Linked DNA regions of Zea mays: region 1 is linked to region 2. Evidence: chromatin contacts called from public Hi-C data. All regions are on one chromosome and are shown on one strand. Each heading gives the region's core, a stretch centred on a gene start, on an enhancer-like site or on the middle of the called end of the contact. The rest is flanking DNA. Distances are from core to core; before and after follow the strand shown.

Region 1 (3,246 bases), core at 521-3,020, 200 kb before region 2:
GGTACGATGATGAATCCATGGTACATGTATAGTCCCTTTGTCTATCCATACTGGGGGGCACCTCCATTCTATTCCTTTTGATTCAGTGATCAAACGGTCATGGTCGAGAAAGATAAAATCTGAAACGGTTGTTATACATTGATGCTTTATTAAATGATCTCAATATTGAAAAGCCGGTGACTTACATCAGGTTTAGTTCATATGCTTTTGGTTCGTCAACCTTCACCAAAAGGCAGGGGGGCATATGTTGGACACCAAATGTGTCTCGCGGACGGTCCGGCCCTGAGGCCGGACGGTCCGCGGTCCGGACTGTCCGCGGTGGTGGCGCGGACGGTCCGCGCGTGCGCAGAATCAGTTAGGGTTCCTAGTTTCTCGCGGGATTAGTTACCTAAAACCACGGGATTAACTCGGAAATCAGTTGGAAGCGGATCCAGACCTCCCCCTTTATATAGATGAAGGGCTACGGCCGATTGAACCCCCATCAATCGAACAAATCAAGTCTATTTCTCGTTTTTATCTTACGCATTAGGAATAGTTCTAGTCTAGTTCTAGTTTAGCCTCTCAATCTCCAAATTCTCCGCCTCTCTTCGACTCTACGTCGATTAGAGGAGTCTAGGTCGGCCTGCCGAGCCTAGACAACACCTAGGATCTCTCCTCCCCGACGGGGTCCCTCCCGGGAGCAAGATCCAGGCGCCGCCGGCGACCTTCGCCACCCCCTGCGCACGCGTGGACCGTCCGGCCTGTAGGCGCGGACCGTCCGGCCGTCAGGCAGGGAACCTTTGCCCCTGCTCCAGGTCGCGGACCGTCCGGTCCCTGGTCGCGGACCGTCCGCGCCTGTGCAGAGAGCACCGCCGCCGGTTCTTGTTGAGTGTTTGGCACCCGAAAAAGGTGTCAATAGCTGGTTACTCTAGTGACATCAAGGCAAAGTGAGGGGGAAAGGGGGCGATGACTAGGGTAGGGTTTAGTACCGTATGAGCCACCTCCACCTTAGGAGAGACGACGCGAGGATTGACATATAGTTTCTCACTCGAAATAAAATTGCATTTATATAGGTTATATGGTAGATGTGGTGAGATCGGACATGATAACTAGTTCTAATAGAGACATACATCATTGTAAATGCTTATAACATGTTTGAACAAAATTTCCATTTAGATAAGATATACCTATATAATATATAGAAAATATAGCAATGTATGGACACCTAATAAACAGTAGAGTTAATGTGTTGGTTTGTCATTATGCTATTATCATGGGCCATTGGGATTTTGATAATCTAGTGTTGTGACAGTTGTAATTGCAGTTTAGCCCACTTCGAAAATACACTATCTACAAATCGCACAACGTATGTAATAATTGTAAAGACCGGATTTGACAAAAAAATAAATACTGCGTGTACTCTGGTGGCCATCCATGGATGGGAACTTTAATATAGGTAAATCTATAGTTAGAGCCCCGAAGGTTTGAAATTTTAATTAACGATTCTTGTTTGTTTGGGTCCAAATTGCACTTGTAAATGATGGCAATCCAGCGAATTCGTAACCTGGGTACGTGCTGCGGCCACCACGCCAACAGAAAGGGGAGTGGCCTACGCCGGCCGTGCGTGCCCACAAGAAGCTAGGGAAACCGGGGAGAAACGGAAGGCCGGGGCGCCTCTGGTTTCGTCGTCTCCGCCCGTTTGTTCCCCCCTCTTCCATGGCGTGGCAGGCAGGGTCATCTCGGCACCTGGCTGGCTATAAGTAGCTCACCTGGCTGCATCCATCACTGGCACGCATCCGCGAAATCCAAGAGCAGCAGCAGCAGCAGACCAAGATCGAGGGAGGGAGGAAGACAGACAGACAGACAGAGAGATGGAGCGGATGAGCTCGTCGGTGCAGTCCTGGGTGGAGGAACACAAGCTCTCGTCCATCGGTGAGTTAATTAATTAGTGGCACCGACCGAACACCCATCCATCGACAGCAGATCAGACCCTGCAGCCCGGCCGGCAATGGTGCGCTATCCTAGATCCACCACCGTTCACTGACTAGACATGCTGCGCGTGTGTACGACAGGAGCCGTGTGGGCGACGGCGGTGGGCGCGTCCGTGGCGTACAGCCGGCGGAGGGCGCCGGCGCGGGCCACGAGCCTGCGCCTCATCCACGCCAGGATGCACGCCCAGGCGCTCACGCTCGCCGTGCTCGGGGGAGCCGCGCTCGCGCACCGCTATTACGGCAGCAGCGAGAGGAGGCAGAGGCAGGAGGACCTGGACTACGGCTTCAAATCCCAGCTGCCGCCGGCCACCGACGCCGAGGGCAACGAGAACGAGCGCTGGAGCTGGTAGTGGCAGGGCAGACTAGCAGTGAGTGACCAGTGAGCCTTCAGATGCATACATCAGATCAGAGAGAAGGAAGGAAGAGGGACAATAAATAGATTAATTAGTACTAGTAGCAATAATAATAATTGCATGCCTGTTTGCCAATCAATGATACATGACGTGGCGCCTGATCCTGTTCGTCACGGCCCATAAACCCAGGAAGCAGCTAGCCCATGTATGTGTGGCCTGTTATGCGTTACCGTACTTCGTTTTCACTCGTTAATAGTACTCTAGATTTCAAAAAAAAAAGTCCCATTTTTTGTAATCCCTGTTTGTAGTACTTTTAGAGAGAGAGACCTTTGTGCCCTTTTTTCTCTCCCCATGGCACGTACCATTCCATATATTATTCAGCCATATGCATATACTTCGAAAGAGACCGAGCGAGGGCCCACATATCGGGTGAGTGGGAGGATAGTGGTTTTTCCCCTAACACACTAACACAAGTCTTTTCTTCAGGTTGCAAAGTCCCTCTCAAGCCTCAACCTACCTACCGCTGGTCCATTCATGACGATCCTTCCCTTCATCCATTTTATATAACATATCCATGCAATCATATATCCAAATCATTGTATCCTAGTCTAATTATAGGGGTCCTTATGACAGGAAAATGGTTGTACTGTCCTTCCAGCCAAGTTTATATATTTTATTATTATGGAAGAAAAATGTTCCATCCTTATGCACACTCCTACATACGGCTATTACAGATCGAGAATTAACTAAACATCCACCATAAAATAAAAAAAAGAGGAATCCTTAGAAAGAACCACTCAATATTCCTCTAGTATAGTATCCATATCTTGCGGACATCTTCATGGTCACCCCCTCTAAGGCTCTAGTAGTCGACACACCGCAAGGACCTCACAATGATCTTCTTTCTGCAATAATCTTCAAAA
Region 2 (3,658 bases), core at 23-2,522:
GCCGGGGCGCGCCGGCCCGGGACGCGCTCGATTTCCTCGACGACATGCGCCGGTGGGGCGTCCCGCCGGCGCGGCCCGACCATCACGCCGTCGTCGGCGCGCTCCTGCGCGAGGGGATGGCCGCCGAGGCGTACGAGGTCGTGGCCAGGCGGATGGCCGCCGACGGCGTTGCCCCGGGCCTCCCGGAGTTCGAGCAGCTGCTCCGCGCGTTCCGCGAGCGCGGACGGCTCGACGCCGTCGAGGAGGCGTTCGACGAAATGCTCCTGCGCGGGCTCGTCCCGTGCGCGCGCGTCTACGGCGTCTACCTCGGCGCGCTGTGCGACGGGGGCGACCTGGCCGCCGCGCGCCGGATGCTGGGGTGCATGGAGCGCGCCGGGTGCCCGCCGGACGCCCGGGCCTTCGGCGTCGTCGCCGCCGGGTGCGTGGCCGCCGGGGACGTGGAGGCCGCGAGGGAGGTGGCGAGGGATGCCGTCGGGCGGGGCCTGCGCTGGGACGCGCCCGCGCTGTCGGAGCTGGTCGCCCCGCTGCGCGCCGGCGGCCACGTCGCACGGGCGCGTCCCCTGCTGCTGGACATCCTGCGGGACGGCTGCTGCGCTGCCCCGGTTGATGCTGCGGTCTTTGAGCAGCTGGTTGGAGGCGCATCGTGCGCCGTCGGCGAGGGTCTGGGCGTCGAGGCGGTGCCACGCTGATGTCAGTTTTGGTGGCGGCCGACTGAGCTTGTACTCCACTGCCGTTCAATCACGGATCAGTTACTGATTCATAGGCTCACAGCAAATACGGAGTACCGTCCTCAGGTGCACTTGTTTACGCCGGCGACGGCGCCTTGTACAGGAGTGTCATGAGTTATCTGCGACGGTTCAATTTAACAAGGAAGTTATAACGGTGCAACCTGGTGGTGAGAGAGAGAGAGAGATATGACAGGAAAATTTAAACCATTTTATTAACAAGAAAAATTTCACACCAGCTGAGCAATGACAGAATAGTTTCGGCTTCACTTCTGGCTGGTCACACAATCAAGCACGCATCCCCATCCACACGATGCGAGGTATAATCATCGTACAAGCACACCTTGGGACTGTCGTTGCTTCCATACTGCAATAATACAGAGTATACGTATCTTCTATATCATCTCTAATAAAATAAGTATAAACATTAAACTCCTTCAATTTGCTCTTGCTTCATCACGGTTGCCTACCAACCAGACGGCCCGGCCCAATATCTAGCAATCCGTTACGCACGCATGGGAATCCAACGGAGTAGCCAGCCCACTCACTACCCATGCCCAGTTCTCCCTGTCCACCGGCCGCCGCCGCCGCTGCCGTGCGCTTAATCCTACCCCTGTCTGTCTCCTCATCCAGTGCAAGGAGCGCCCACCGCTGCCTGTGTCGTTTGGTCACCGGAGATGGATGGGGATGAGGAGAACGTCGGGCCGTTCCGCCGGACTAGCGCGCGCACGCGCCGCATGGCCACGCGCATGGCGTCCGCGCTCGCCAGCTCGGACAATCGCGCCCAGGTAACGGTGGGATTGGACTGGTTGCTCCTCTTCCCCCGCTGTTTCCCTACAGTTTGTCAATTCCCTTTCGTCTACGAGTATTCACTGTGTTGAAATTAGAATTGCTGTTGCAGAGCTCACTCGATATTTTATCTCCGCACGTGCTGGGGTCAAAAAATACTATCCAATTCTATCTAGGAGTATCAAATTACCATATCAAGCATTGGCCTTATGTTTTTTTTTTCTAGAAGAAGGATTGGTCTCATCGACAAGTAGTTTTGGTAATACTATTACTTACGCCTATGAACTAGAGCAAATAGTCATGTGTCTAAAAAATCGATAGTAGAATTAGCTAACTAACAAATAGTTGACTAACTATTAGCTAATTATAGCTGGGTTGAACCAACTAATAACTAAACTAATGGATAGTTGAGGGTGTAGCTAATGGTTAGCTGGACTATTAGATGAGACATGAGAGTGTTTGGATGTCTCTAACTAAAAATAAATAATATCTAAACTATTAGTTGGGTTATTCGGATGTCTTCAGCTAATTTTAGCAGCTAATTATTAGCTCTAGTGCATTCAAACAGGGTCTAAGTATAGACTCTAGAAAAAAAAGGAACATATTTCTATCCTGGGTTTACACTGCTTATTATGTGCCATGTGTATTGTTGTACCCGTGCCTTCTCATGACTCCTTACCAAAGGATTTGAGGTGTTAACTCAGATTCCATTCATATTGAGACCATTTTGTGCTTATAGGTTGCTGACTTGCTGATCAGTTACTGTGTCTGAAACTATTCTCCTTTATGTTTTGCTGCCTCATTATGGAAACACCTCTGTATCTGTAATGCCATTCAGGCTGCATTAGCTCGCCTTGAAGCTCTTGAGAGCGATAATGGTGGGGTCGAGGTGGTAGATCTTAATGATGATGAGTACGGATCCACGGATGAAGAAGACCCTGGTCAGTTTCTTTCTCATTTATTATTCTCAAAGTAATGGTACGATGTGGAAAATGATAGGGTAGCTGTAGCATGTAGCCATGTATAAACTCAATGCAAAAACTGTCGTCACTCTTTGCAAACTGTGAGTGGTGAAACCCAGAATACTTGTCCATGTTGATATCGCTTCTAGTATCAGTTTTGCAAAGGAGAAAAAAACACACACAACAACAACATTACCTACTACTTGTTTTCGCAAATGATTCGATAAAGAAGATTAAAACTATCCTGAAAGGCAATATTTGAAAGATATATACTTTCATTTCTGCCACGAATAATAACACCACAAATCGTTCATACTGTGGCTGTGTTATTAGCATCTGAAAACGCCTCTGAAGTCAGCATTTATATATCCTTGAACTCCACGTGCTACAGCTCGTAAACTGCAAAGGTTCCTGGGTTCAACTCAAATGCTCTACCCGCTGATAAACTGAAGTTCATTGATGTAAGCCAAACTTCTGTTTTCTGCTTTCCTCGATACAGTTCTCATGCAAAAAAAACAGTCCAAGATCATGAAACGTAAAACAAGGCAAGGGAAAGCTTTGGAGAAGAGGGCAGCAAGATCACTCATGGATGTGCTACAAGAAGTAAGTAGTCTTGTACTGTAAGTTTTTTTTTTCTTTCCTTCCATGTCTATTTCATAAGTAAGGATACCCAGACATTCTCCAATCTTGAACTGGAACAGGCAAATTTGGAGTCCGTTCCTCCTCATGTGCCAACATATTCAAGGGCTGCTGTGGGTCCACCGAGCACTTCATCTCGACGCCACTACTGCTCAGTTTGCGGTAGCTCTGCAACCTACACATGCGTGAGGTGTGGGACGCGGTTCTGTTCATGCCGCTGTCAAGTCATACACAATGATACACGCTGCCTGAAGTTTGTGGCTTGATCGGCTGGATATGTATAAGCTACATTTGATGTATGTCCACATCCTAATGGCTGTTCATATGTGCTCTGATCAGTATGATATACTTGCTGACTATGTATCCTACTCTGTAGGTGGGGGTTTGGTAAGTTGTAGAAAACCATTTTCTCAGTAGTGTACTGCAGTTGCACCGACCACTTTTGTTTTTTTTTCCCAGAAATGTTGTGCGAGCTCGCAGTTATGCAGTAGAGCTGAAAGTAGCTCTTGGTTCCAAGATATCTGAATGGTAATTTGAGTGCTT

Evidence for each region. A called contact is a pair of places that touch in the nucleus more often than the background predicts.
Region 1: a contact with region 2 is called in a Hi-C map of ear, with 2.0 times the contacts expected there. The contact joins the promoter of LOC100276769 here to the promoter of LOC100194045 in region 2. A contact is called at or near these places in 2 of 25 Hi-C or Micro-C datasets (ear and tassel).

The regions. Positions count from the first base shown.
Region 1 is chr4:189,303,351-189,306,596 of Zm-B73-REFERENCE-NAM-5.0, reverse strand. LOC100276769 (Hypoxia-responsive family protein) reads left to right here and starts at 1,770. Exons shown (of 2, transcript NM_001150483.1): 1 at 1,770-1,911; 2 at 2,052-2,602. The coding sequence starts at 1,851. The coding sequence ends at 2,320.
Region 2 is chr4:189,100,772-189,104,429 of Zm-B73-REFERENCE-NAM-5.0, reverse strand. LOC100194045 (SWR1 complex subunit 6) reads left to right here and starts at 1,272. Exons shown (of 4, transcript NM_001359382.1): 1 at 1,272-1,513; 2 at 2,353-2,455; 3 at 2,976-3,079; 4 at 3,178-3,550. The coding sequence starts at 1,403. The coding sequence ends at 3,381.